Regions from separate parts of the Mus musculus genome. Here region 1 is linked to region 2. The links are chromatin contacts, called in public HiChIP or PLAC-seq maps. All regions are on one chromosome and are shown on one strand. Each heading gives the region's core, a stretch centred on a gene start, on an enhancer-like site or on the middle of the called end of the contact. The rest is flanking DNA. Distances are from core to core; before and after follow the strand shown.

Region 1 (5,953 bases), core at 93-2,592, 480 kb after region 2:
AAGTTCTTCAGTATGGAGCTGGTAAGTGAGTTTCCTGTTTAACTGCTGGTCATCTAAATAAGGACAGAGCCCGAGAAACAAACTCAGGTCCCCTGAACTCCAAATCCAGTGCCCTTTGGGATGTGTTCCAGCTCATGGCTCTGCCTACCTACTTATGGAACAGACAAAATGTACTTGGCTGCTTCAGATCTACAGGGTCCTGACAGACAGCTGGAGCTAAAGGAAGGTTGTGTTTCCAGAATGGAATTCTGTTGTGCTTCAAGTGAGAATAATTCACTATGTAAAATAAGTGGTAGCAGAACCTATTACTTCTTTAGCTACAGATGAGGCAGAGACCAGAGGGGTATGGTATATGTTGCTTGCCTGTGGTGGTTTAGCGATGGATGGGGATGTTCACGTTCAAGAATCTTTGAATTCCTGAAAAGTTTGGGACTTCAGGACCCATGTGTGCTGACAGGTAGCCTCCTACGGTGGACTGAGGCTAAAAGACACCCAGAACTAGAGGACAAGGGTTTCCTCTTGGTAGGGAACCTGTTTTGTTTTTTTCCTTTGAAATATTCAATCTGAAAAAGGATGCTCATTTCTGGTTCCTGTACATTCTTTTTCCTTCCTTCCTCTTGTTTTGATTAAGACACAGTCCCGTGTAGCCCAGGATGGCTTCCAACTCGCTATGTAGCTGAATATAGGCTAGAATTCTTGACACTCTGCCTCTGCCTCTCCTTCAGATTACAGGCATGCACCCCCAATTTCCAGTTATACATTTTTAATAATATTTTTATTAGATATTTTCTTTACATTTCAAATGCTATCCCGAAAGTTCCCTATCCCCCCCCCACCCCACCCCACCCCCACCCCCCCCCGCCCCGCGAAGCCACACACTTCAAAGACTTCAGGCTTGGGGAATGCTACACGGACCTAGTATGAGTAAAGTATTCTGCCTAACAAATTATATTGGTGAAATAAGTATGACTATTGTTCAGTAAATCTAGAACTGTGGAGGCGTTTGTTGATCTTGTTCTCTACTTAGAAGACAAAGGTTTGAAATGTTCTTGGTCTCTAGAGACCAAGCCTTGACAAGGATAGGTCTGCCAAATGCCAAGTTTCAGCGTTTCTTTTTTCTCTACTTTTGATTTCTATCCAGTTCTGTGAAAGGAAAAGAGGTTAGCTTCAGAGTTACATGCCTGCCACCTTCGGGCAAGAAGCTGGGCTTACTATAGTTTAGAGACCGCTTCCGGCCCAGGTGGGCGTGGCCGCCTCTTGGGCGTGGCCACGATGTGGGCGGGCTCTGGGAGAGGCCAAGTGTGGGCGGGGCCACCGCCTATCGGTGCCCGGAAGTGCCCCTGTGGGCGGAGTTGAACTGGACGTTAAGTCTCTACGGGTGTCCCGGGCCTGAGGGCAGCGGCCTGCTTGCTCGGGAACTCCCTCAGCCACCGCGTCCTCAAGCCGCCATTGCCGCCCGGGACGATGATGCCGCGCCTGCTGTTGCGTGACTGGCCCCGGTGCCCCTCGCTTGTCCTGGGAGCCCCTAGTCGGCCCTTAAGTGCTGTCTCGGGGCCCGCCGAGTATCTGCAGCACAGCATCGTACCCACCATGCACTACCAGGACAGCCTGCCCAGGTGAGCCCAGCCTCCTGGCCCCGGCCCAGACCCGACTCCTGGTGCTTAGGACTTGCCCTGAACCTCCGGCCCTGGAGGCAGTCACATTCCCCAGCTTGGAAAGCCTGAGACTTTGAAAATTCCCTGGCTCAGAAGATTCAGAAACTTTAAAGTCTCCTCCGCAACCCTCCCGTCTACAAGTTCATCTTGAATCCTACAAACTCCTGCCCGCTCCATTAATCTTTCAGACAGCTATCCTGAGCCCTACACACTTAATGCCTGAAAATCACCCGAATCCTTTCTACTAGGGTGGTCAATTCCTTGTTTTGTTTTGAGGGTTTGTGTGCCCTAGAACTAGCTCTGTAGACCAGGATGGCCTATTAGAGATCCTCTTGCTTCTGCCTGTAGAGTGCTGAGATTAAAGATATAGGGCACCCCCATTGAGGGAGGATAGCCAGTTCCTAACATGGGTCTCCCTCGGGTCAGTGTCCCCTATTCACCTTTACCTGTTGCTGAGAACACCCAGCCCACTCCTCTTCCAGTACCTGTTCTGGTAGTGTCCCATCGTTGCTGCAAGCACATCTTTATCCTCATTTTAGCATTCTCCATCTTCTGCTCCATCTTCTAAGGTCAGCCTTAACCTAGAACTTTTTCATACCCACCAAACCTTCCTCAGCACTCTTTCGGGTGGTCCCCAACACCTCACCCACACTACCTGACCTATTCAAACAGCCCTAATAAGTGTTCCTCCATGTCCGTCACCCCCTGTCCCCAATACCCAGTACTTCCTTAAATCTGGAGTCTAGTTTTCTCGTTGATCTCTCAGCTTTGTTCTAGGTTGCCAGAATAGAAATTACCTTCACTCTAAGCCAAACCTAAATTGTCTTTGCATTCATTGTTTATTTCCCAAACCAAGCTCCAAACCTGTTTCAAATCCCCCTCACTGTCCTGGCCCAGCTGCCAGTGATCCTTCCTGCTCCATCCGGGAAAAGACACACATTGTACCATGGTATTGTTCCCTGCTGTGGGGTTTGTTTTCCTCCGTGTCCAGCAGTTATTTAACCCAGTGTCATCTGCCCACCGTGCCTTCTCAGCAAGAACCCAGTGTGCTTATGTGTGAGACCAGCTACAGTGAGGTTATCTGAATTCAGCAGGACGGAGGGGGAAAGAGAAAGGGACTTTGCTATTGCAGGATGAGGGTGTGACCTGGCTTCTCCAGACAGCCTGTGTGAGCTGCATTAATATGTAGGGGAAAGGTGAGGGCTTGGGAAAGAGAGTTTTCATTTGCTGAGTCAGATGGGCACTGACTTTCAGGCAGGCCTGTGCCTTACCCAGGTTTAAGATCAGGTGGACTGTCGGTAGTTTAGAATTGGAAAACTGTAAGAATATTCAACATAGTTTAGTCTTGTCCACAGCACAAACGTCTGTAAGATCCTGGAAGTATAAATAATATTGCTTGTCAGGTGTAGTGGCAGGTTCCTGGAATTATAAATACTATCACTAGTCAAGGGTAGTAGTGCATACCTTTAATCTTAGCATTCAGAAGGTGGAGGCTGGCTGTGAGTTCAAGGCCTGCCTCATCTATATTGTGAGTTCCAGGATAGCCAGAGCTACATTTTAGAACCTGTCTTGGGAAAAAAGCCAACGAGCCCCTTTCCTCCAAAAACAAAACCAACAAACAAAAAACAAACCAATCCACCCTACTACTGTATGCTCTCATGGAGCAGCCGACGTTCCTGGTGCTTCATCGTGAAGTGGGAGTTAGATGAGAGACTTTCTGTGTCAGCAATTCCGAGCTAGTAAAATATACTCTCTCTCGATGTCACACTTGGCAAGGAGCCCTAACCTTGAGGTCAGGCAGAACTTCGTTTCTGATGTGTATTTGCCATTAGGGCTGCAGTTTTGCAGTTAAAGAGCCACAGTCCTCAATGAGGTGAATGGCAACACAGCTCTTTGGACTGACTATTAGGAGGCCCTTGGGATAAGGAAACCATTGCCACACCCTCTGTTCCTCCTTATCACTGCTTCATTTTAGCCTCAGTGGCCTTGGACTCTGTCTAGAAGGAGCCCTGGAATTATCATCTGCTTAAACTTTTTCAGGTGCTGTGGGTTTTGTTCTTGTAGATACTGAGAGATGCATATCAGGGGTATAGAGAAATGGCTCAGTGGTTAAGAGTGATCGCTGCTCTTGCAGAGGACTTGAGTTCTGCTCCTAGTACCACATCCAGTGGCTCCCAATTGCCTGTAACTCCAGTTCCAGGGAGGAATTAGAATTAAACACGCCATACAAAGCCCTTGTGCAGGTTTGGCACAGAATACTCAGTAGGCATTCATAAGCATGGTAACTGGAACAAGATGGCAACTGATGTGCTCTGTCAGTGACTTAATGTTACGGTGGGTGAGGGAAGCCCCATAGAGGAGGTGACACTGATCTAGAATTTGACGTTTACCAAGTGGGAGGAAGAACAGAGCTGCACATCAGGAGAAGGTGCTGAAACAGTGTTGTACATAGAGAGGTCGAGAGGTAGACATTAGCACAGAGCTACACCATTTAGGCCTTGCTGGTTTGTGGCTGGAATGGTTAGTGGGGAGAGACCTTCTGGGGAGTTGTATTAGATCTACAGTGGAACCATGATAATAAATGCCAGTTATCTGCTGCTTCTCATTTAACCACCTACAGTGATAGCTGGTGTTCAAACCAATGGGCACCTTCTGTAGGGAACCCATGTGGGAGACAAGAGTGGTAGTTATTAGGAATAAATAAATCAGAAACCAAGTTCATCTGACCTCAAGGTCAGGGCTCCTTGCCAAGTGTGACATCGATGAGTGTCAGAGAGAATATATTTTACGAGCCCAGAATTGCTGACACACAAAGTATCTAACTCTCACTTCAGGATGAGGGACCAGGAAAGTCCCTCTGTTCCATGGAGAACATAGAGTAGTAGTGTGGATTGGTTTGTTGTTTGTTTGTTTGTTTTCAGAGGAGGGGGCTGGCACTAGGGTAGAAACTAATTTCTGAGCTCCAAAGGCATGTCTTCTAGGCCAGACTTCTTGTTTTCCAGAATAACTTTATTCCTAAATGACTCTTGTGAACACTACCCCAATTATAATTAGATCCTATAGACAGAGAAGGCATTTTATCTGTGTTCTTGCAGGAAGAATGCCAGAGTCCCTGCTTTGGGGGTGCAGACCGGGTATGGGAGCAGGTGACTCAGTAGCTTACACAGGAGATGAATCTGCCCAACATTTCCCCTTCATCTTTTTTGTTTGTTTGTTTGTTTGTTTGTTTGTTTGTTTTTTCAAGACAGGGTTTCTCTGTGTAGCCCTGGCTGTCCTGGAACTCACTTTGTAGACCAGGCTAGCCTTGAACTCAGAGATCTACCTGCCTCTGCCTCCCAAGTGCTGGGATGAAAGGCATGTGCCACCACGCCCGGCCCCCTTCATTTTTATTAGGGCAAATGTCTGTTAGGTAGGGATGGGGTGGGACAGGAAAACACGAGAGGTTAAGACAAAGTTGCTGTGAGCATCTCTCTCTCCAGACCCTGGCTCTACCTCTTTTGAGGCCTGATGAATCACCAGAGCTCTCCTGTCTTGATCTTGTTACTGAGAGGATGGTTGGGGAACACTATTAAAAGAAGATTGTTATTATAAGAGTCTTTGTACCTGTTGCAGAAAGTCCAGTTAAACTGGCTCAAGTAACGGCATCTATGAGCTCACACAGGTTTCCTGAACCCACGCCGGTGCTGTCTTGCCTTCCTGTTGAGCGCTTCACTTATGTGATTTCATTCTCAAGCCGGCTTTCTCTTCATGGTTGCAGAGAGGCAGCCAGCACATAAAGCATGGCTTACACCCATCTCTTGGTGACCAAAGACAATGAACATTGTTTGCTATTTCCTAGAAATTCTTAGTCCTGGCTTACTGGTTTTTCACTGGGTTGACAAAGATCTGGCCAGGAGGCTGGAAGCCAACATTCAGGGTGGGTCTTCCCACCTCATTAGCCTATGAAAATTCCTCATAGGCATGGCTGCAGACTGCCCCAACTTAGACAGCTCTGTAGCATGAAATAATAAAAGGGCAAATCCATGCTATCACCGGTAGGCTCCCACAGGCTGGCCGACCTGTTCTAATCTCGTGGAGACTCTCTGAGTCAGCTCCGAAATCTCTCCACCCAGCTCACTAAGTTCCCACTGGCAGGTTGATACCATGCCAACCCCGTACTTCAGAATTTCCACAGCCTTTTGGGGTGCACTTCTTGCAAACCCACACTTTGCTGCTGTATCTTTCTCCTGAAACCCAGTTGATCCTCCTCGTGAAGGAAAACACCACACAAACTTAGTTCAGAGTCAGTGGCAACTCAA
Region 2 (6,567 bases), core at 72-2,571:
ATTTTTTTTAATACGATGTCTCCCTATTAAGTCACACACAGCTGGCCTGGTACTATATAGACCAGGTTGCCCACTAACTCAGAGATCTGCCCGCCTCTGTCCTCCAAATGCTGGGATTAAAGACATTGGCTATCATGTAGGGCAAGCCTGTAAACTTTATTGTGGCCCTCGGAGGCTGTGTGGCCTCACGACTACCTCCCCTCCCCCACCCCCAAGCGTACTTTCATGTCAGCCAAACTAGTCTTTGTTGCCCATTGTATCATGTTTCACTCTCCCAGGAGGCCTTGTACAACTTTCTGCTTTTACCTGAATAATTTCTATTCATTTGTCAAGAGTTCAGTTCAAACCTCCTTTCGTTTGCCCACACACAACCTCGACTTTATTAGGTGGTACTGTACCGGCCACAACTGTAGTTTTGGAGTTAACTGTAAAATTTTTAGTGTCCTATCTCCCTCTGAATAGGAAGCCCACATGTTTTCCCTCACTGCACGGGGGGTGGGGGTGGGGGGTGGGGGGTGGGGGGTGGGGGGCTAGAGCTGAACTTGGCATAGAACAGGTACTCCAAATGTGTGTTAACTCATACTAAGTCGCCACCGGATGCTTGGCCCTTTATGGGTGTCATAGACGTTTTTCTGCGCCTGGGAAACGCTGTAGCTTGCTATTGAGATCTCTTGTCACTAACTTGAGATTGCAGCTGCTACCCACGTTTGTGTCCACAAAGAGCTTTTAACTGTCAGCTGCTGGAGATACCGGGCCTTCTTGGCTCCTGCTGCACCTCCAGTAAGGAGGCAATAATCCAGTGACTGACTAGATAGGCAAGCTCTCCTAACCCCCATGCACTGCTGGAATCCAAACCGCAGCAGACTTGTCTCCCACACTTGTCTGACTTTGGGGAAACACTACATCCATTAACCTAAAGTTTGTACGCATCGTTCAGCTATCAAATTGTTTTCCAGCACTTTCCCGTTACAGTCCAGTACTCCCAATTCTACACTAGGTAATATTCCCGTAAAGAAACTGGGGCTCAGAGTGGTGGAGCGATCCGCCTAAGGCCAGGCACTAGAAGCTAATCCTCACAGATTTTTCTCCGCTATCTCCCTATTAAGTCTCTGCGCCCTGAGCTTGAGTTTGAGCGAATTTTGGTCTCAGCCTCAAGAAAACAGGATCCTGCGATCTGAAGCTAACCAGCGCAGAGCAGCTAGGGAAACTGAGGTCCAGAGCCGGGACTCTGCGCCTGCAGAGACGACTGAGAAGGGGGCGCGTCCTGCCCAGCGGGCCGCCTCCTCCCGCCCCACACGGCGGGGTCCCCTCCGCCTTGTCTTTGCCCTCGCCAAGTCGCCACCTCGGGAGTGAACCATGGTTGCAGCTGTGGCGACGGCGTGGCTGCTCCTGTGGGCCGCGGCCTGCGCGCAATCCGAGCAGGACTTCTACGACTTCAAGGCGGTCAACATCCGGGGCAAGCTGGTGTCGCTGGAGAAGTACCGTGGCTCGGTGAGTGACGATTCCTTGCGGGCCTGGCGCGGAGGGGAGGGAGGGGCTCCGTGGGGATGCTACTCTCGGGTGTGCCACAGCTCGGACACCACCCTGCTCATCCCAGCCGCGAGATCGGTGCAACCGGCGCTCCCAAACCCTTGCCCACTCAGGCCTGCGGCTACGTGGCACAGCTTAGGAGCCACCCGCGCTGACTGCGCTCTGCGAGGCTCAGGATCTCACCCGGAAGGTGAATGCCCTCCGCTCTCCGCTTTGCCTCTCCCAAGTGGAAAAGAAACCCTAGCCTTTATGGCCCTTTGCCGGTCCAGTCCAGCTTCTGCTCCTGTAACAGTGGGTCCAATGAGAACGCAGAGAGACAAATGTGCAGTGGAGGGAGTGACCATCAAAAATGGACCTTTTCATGATTCTTAGAATCCACCCTCAGGCCCTGAGAGCAAAGATACAACAGTGGAAAGCAATCCAAGTTGTAAGAGAACCCCCTATACACCCTTCCCATCCTTGATCCTCCTAAGACCCACCCCTTAGAGGGCAGTTGTGATGGAGTTGCTAATGGGCCTGCCCTACTCACTAGGCGAATCACAGTAAGAAGGAAGTGTGTCAGGATTGGGTCTTTTAAATAAAACTTGAGCAAGACAGATCAATCCAGACAGAGAGAGCTGGCCAAGTCCAGACACAGAAGCAAAACAACAAGAAAGGTCAGGGTGGACCAGGGATTTCAGCAGCGGGTACTTGAGAGATACAAACTGCTAGACTAACCGGTGTTAGATGAGGCTGACTGCCAGGGAGACTTTGAACTGTAAAGTTCAGAGACTCTGGTGCGATGAAGAATCTTCTCAAGAGAGGAGCATGGTAGCACACACCTTTAATCCCAGCATGCTGAAGGAAGAGAGTCTGTGAGTTCAAGACCAATTTAGTGTCTATCTACATTGGGCGATCCAGAAAGCCAGGGCTACATGGTGAGACCCTATCTTTAAAAAAAAAAAAAAAAAAAAAAAGGTAATTAATTAATTTTTAAAAATCCTTCAAAGAACCTTTTGTCTCTTGAGTTGGAGTTGGAGATCCTGGTGTGAAGACTGCTATTGAACACTAACTGACTTGTGACCCCATCATCCAGAGTTGGATGGTTCAGTAGGCTTTTCTTGCAAGCAAGAGTATCTTTAGGGGCAAAACTATTCTCAATAGCCTTGTTGTTCTCGATTACACTGAGAGTCCTTGCCCTGACCAGTGTGCTGTAAGTTTCAAGAGAGAAAACAGTGTAGAAACATTAGGTAAGCTTTAGGCGCTCTGTATGGATGACAGGTCTTGTCAATGACAGCATCCAAGACTCCAGACAAACGGCAGCAAAGAGCAAGGCCATTTACTAGTCAGGGAAGGCCTGTAATGAAGGTAGACAGATGGTGATTAAAACACGTTCATGTTTTAATCAAGTTTATAGGGAGAAGAGACAATAAATAAGGCACTGAAAACTGAACCAGCCAATCCCAATAGCAATGAGAGCTTTAAAAAAAGGCCGGGTGTGTGGTGCATGCCTTTAATCCCGGCACTTGGGAAGCAGAAGCAGGGAGATCTCTGAATTACAGGCCAGTCTGATCTACAGAATCTTCCAGAACACTCAGGGCTCTTACACACAGAAAACCTGTCTCAAAAATAAATAAATAAATAAACAAAACAAAAAAGCTTTAAAAATACTAAAAGGTATAGGATATAGAATTAGCCTACACACAATTAATCCTAGCACTTGGGTGGCAGAAGCAAGCAGATATTTGTGAGTTCAAAGCCAATCTGGTCAACATAGCAAGTCGCAGGCCAGCTACGGCTATGTGAGGTAATGAGCTCAAGTTGGCCAGGCTGGTCTTGAACTCATAGAGATTCACTTGACTCTGTCTCTGCCTGCTACATGCAGGAATCAAAGGCATGCAACATTTTTTCCTTGCTTTGCTTCTTTTTTCTTTTCTTTTTAAGAGACAGTCTTACTGTCTAGGCTGGCCTCCACTTTGAAATTCTGCTGCCTCAGCTCCTTAGAGCTAGGATTACAGGTATGTGCCACAGACCGCCATGGGGAACTACTCTTGGTCATCAAGCCTAGGCATCTAGTCAGTTCAGGCTAGGAGGACGCCAGAACTCTACAATAAACAGGGCAGCTCCCCAAGGTGAAGACCCATAATTTTAGTAGCGCTGAATCTGAGACTAGCTTGAGCAATTTGTGTCCAGCGTGCCAGACTGACCCCGGGAAATGATCTAGTTTGGGTAGCCAGATGATATTATCCCCAACTTGTCTCAAAAGCAGCCATGGAGATAGGGCTAGGGCACACAGGCAAAGGATTTTTAATCTTTTAATAATACAGAGTAGAAGCTGGAAATGTGGCCTTCCTGCCAACATTCTAAGTACATTATAACTCAGTTCCATCGGCTGGCTTTGAATTTATTGCCTAAAACCTTTACAAAAATTAGGGCTCAGCTATCAAACTCTAAGCATTTGTTTGCTGGAAGGGAGCAAATCAAAAGGGATTGTCCTAGGGGGTAGTCATTCTATCTGTGTATCCATGTGCTGGCAGCTTCTTCCAGGGAAGGGTACAGAGGGACACACAGCTCTGCTTCCTTTGTCTTTAGAAACTTCTAGGAAGGAACTCATCTGGAAAATCTGAATTATCCAGCTGATCCGAACAAACTGAACCCAAGCGTACCTGTCTCCTCCAAAAGATCACCTACTGACCTGTACTCCCTGTGCGCATGCCTCTCTGTGAATGTGCTATGTGTATTTGTGGATATGTGTACTACTAGCTAGTGCAGGTTTGGATCATAGAGCATGTGCATATTAATTTAGGTGAATTGTGTGCATACAGTCACAGATATTCATGTATGTGTGTACATGTGTCTAGACCCCTATGTGCCTGCTTTTATGTGTGGGTGTGTTTATATGAACATTACACACTTATTTACATCTATATATACATGGTATTCTTGCCTGTGTGAAGGAGTCACCTATGTGAACACACCAGAACAGATACAAAAGCATGCCTTTTTGCTGGATTGTATGTGGCTCTGAGCTTTCTTTTTCTTTGTTCGATTTTGCCATGCAGGTTTCCCTGGTGGTGAACGTAGCTAGCGAATGTGGCTTCACAGACCAGAACTACCGAGCCTTGCAGCAGCTGCAGCGGGACCTGGGCCCCCATCATTTTAATGTGCTTGCCTTCCCTTGCAACCAGTTTGGCCAACAGGAACCAGACACCAACAGGGAGATTGAGAACTTTGCCCGCCGCACCTACAGTGTCTCTTTTCCCATGTTTAGCAAGATCGCAGTCACTGGCACTGGTGCCCACCCTGCCTTCAAGTACCTAACCCGTGAGTCTTGTCCCTTCTCCCCCTCACCTTCCCTCCTTGGCAGCAGAAGCTGGTAGCTGGGTGGGTTACCTTTCTCTTCCTGATCCTCGGAGGAAAGCGAAGGAAGCCATACTTTCTCACCCTAGCACTTTCCCGAGATCTTGTCTTCACTCACAGGGGCTCCTGGAATGAGACAGGTCATCGTGCCTTTGTCACTAGTTGAGCTTATAGATTCGAATAGAAAAAACAAGGCATGAGCACGGGACATCACACACCTGGAGAAGGCTGATCAAGGCGACTGGGAGTCTCTTGTTCTGAGTCAAAGCCTCAATGTTAAAGGAAAACCTTCTCTTAAGCTGAAAAGATCAGCTAAATTGCCATGCCTGGAATACCAGAGACAGGCAAGATGTGTGGGCTGTGAATGAGTTCATCAGGGCAGAAAGAGGCAGTAGAGTTGGTTAGGTATCCCATGGTCTGTCTGCAACAGATTAAGACAGTAGAAAAACTGTTCAGAGGTGATCTAAGGGGCTGCTTTTATGTGTGTGGGGAGTGGGGCTCGTGGACATTCAGGCAGTGTTTCAATGTCACTATGCTCTGACTGTTTAGGTCTTAACAGGTGGGACATCTGTACAGCACTATCTGGAAGGTTAGGCAGGTAGCTCATTTTAAGGAGTAAGTTTTACAATATAAGTTCTCTCTCTCTCTCTCTCTCTCTCTCTCTCTCTCTCTCTCTCTTTCTCTTTCTCTCCCTCTCTCCCTCCCTCCCTCCCTCCCTCCTTCATTTTTCAAGACAAGGATTTTCTCTTTAACAGCCCTGGCTATCCTGGAACTCACTCTGTAGACCAGGGTGTCCTGGAACTCACAGAGATCTTACCGCCTTGCCTCCCAAGTGAGAGGATTAAAGGCATGTGCCACCACTGCCCTGAAGGTTATCTCTTCTTCAGACTGGCTATCTATGTAAGAAGCAGGCTTGGTTCACTAAGGTCAAACATTTGATGTTTTGAGACTGCTTATTAAAAAGTGGGATTCTGGAGCCTAAAGAGTTGGCTTACTGGTTAAGAGCACTGGCTGTTCTTCCAAAGGACCTGGGTTCAATTCCCAGCATCCACTTAGCAGCTCACATGTTACTCCAATTCCAGGGGATCTCACACATACACACACACACACACACACACACACACACACACACACACACAGAGAGAGAGAGAGAGAGAGAGAGAGAGAGAGAGAGGGAGGCAGAACACCAATATATATATAATTAATAAATCTTTTTTTAAGTGGAATTCTGAGATTAGAGAGATAGCTCAGAGGTTAAGAGCACTGGCTGCTTGTCCAGAATCAAACCCAGGTTCCTAGTCCCCACATGATACCTCACAACCACCTGCTACTCTAGTCCCAGGGGAGCCAATGCCCTTTTCTGGCCTTCTTGGGCGCTGTACACATATAATGTACAGACACCCATGCAAGCAGAACACTTATACACATTTTTTTTAAAGAAAGAAAGAAAACAAATACAAAATTCCTTAATTCCTCAGTTGCAGCCCTTGTGACCTTTGGGTCCGGTTAGCTCTGCATTCTTGTTAAGCCATCATCTTCCCCTCCTACGTGTTCTGTTAGTTTTCTCCCAGTTCCCGCGACTGTTGATCAATCTGGCCCGTGCTTTAGAAGCACCTGGAAAGATCTTATAATGGCACAAACCTGAGCTCTACAAAAGCAAGAGTCAAGAATTTCTTTAAAGGCCCCACTCCCTAACAG

What was found. HiChIP or PLAC-seq counts read pairs in DNA pulled down with a chosen protein or histone mark.
Region 1: an H3K27ac HiChIP or PLAC-seq map of the NIH/3T3 cell line shows a contact between it and region 2, with 3 times the contacts expected there. The contact joins the promoter of Cpt2 here to the promoter of Gpx7 in region 2. A contact is called at or near these places in 2 of 39 promoter capture datasets (the 3T3-L1 cell line and hippocampal neurons), 1 of 484 Hi-C or Micro-C datasets (embryonic stem cells) and 1 of 115 datasets of contacts at active chromatin or transcription factors (the NIH/3T3 cell line).

What each region holds. Positions count from the first base shown.
Region 1 is chr4:107,918,978-107,924,930 of GRCm38.p6, reverse strand. It overlaps Cpt2 (carnitine palmitoyltransferase 2), which reads left to right and starts at 1,342. Exons shown (of 5, transcript NM_009949.2): 1 at 1,342-1,616. The coding sequence starts at 1,465.
Region 2 is chr4:108,401,467-108,408,033 of GRCm38.p6, reverse strand. It overlaps Gpx7 (glutathione peroxidase 7), which reads left to right and starts at 1,321. Exons shown (of 3, transcript NM_024198.3): 1 at 1,321-1,491; 2 at 4,572-4,833. The coding sequence starts at 1,357. Gm32297 (a long non-coding RNA gene) reads right to left here. Exons shown (of 6, transcript XR_003955247.1): 3 at 5,088-5,290; 4 at 4,903-4,995; 5 at 2,248-2,459; 6 at 1,487-1,918.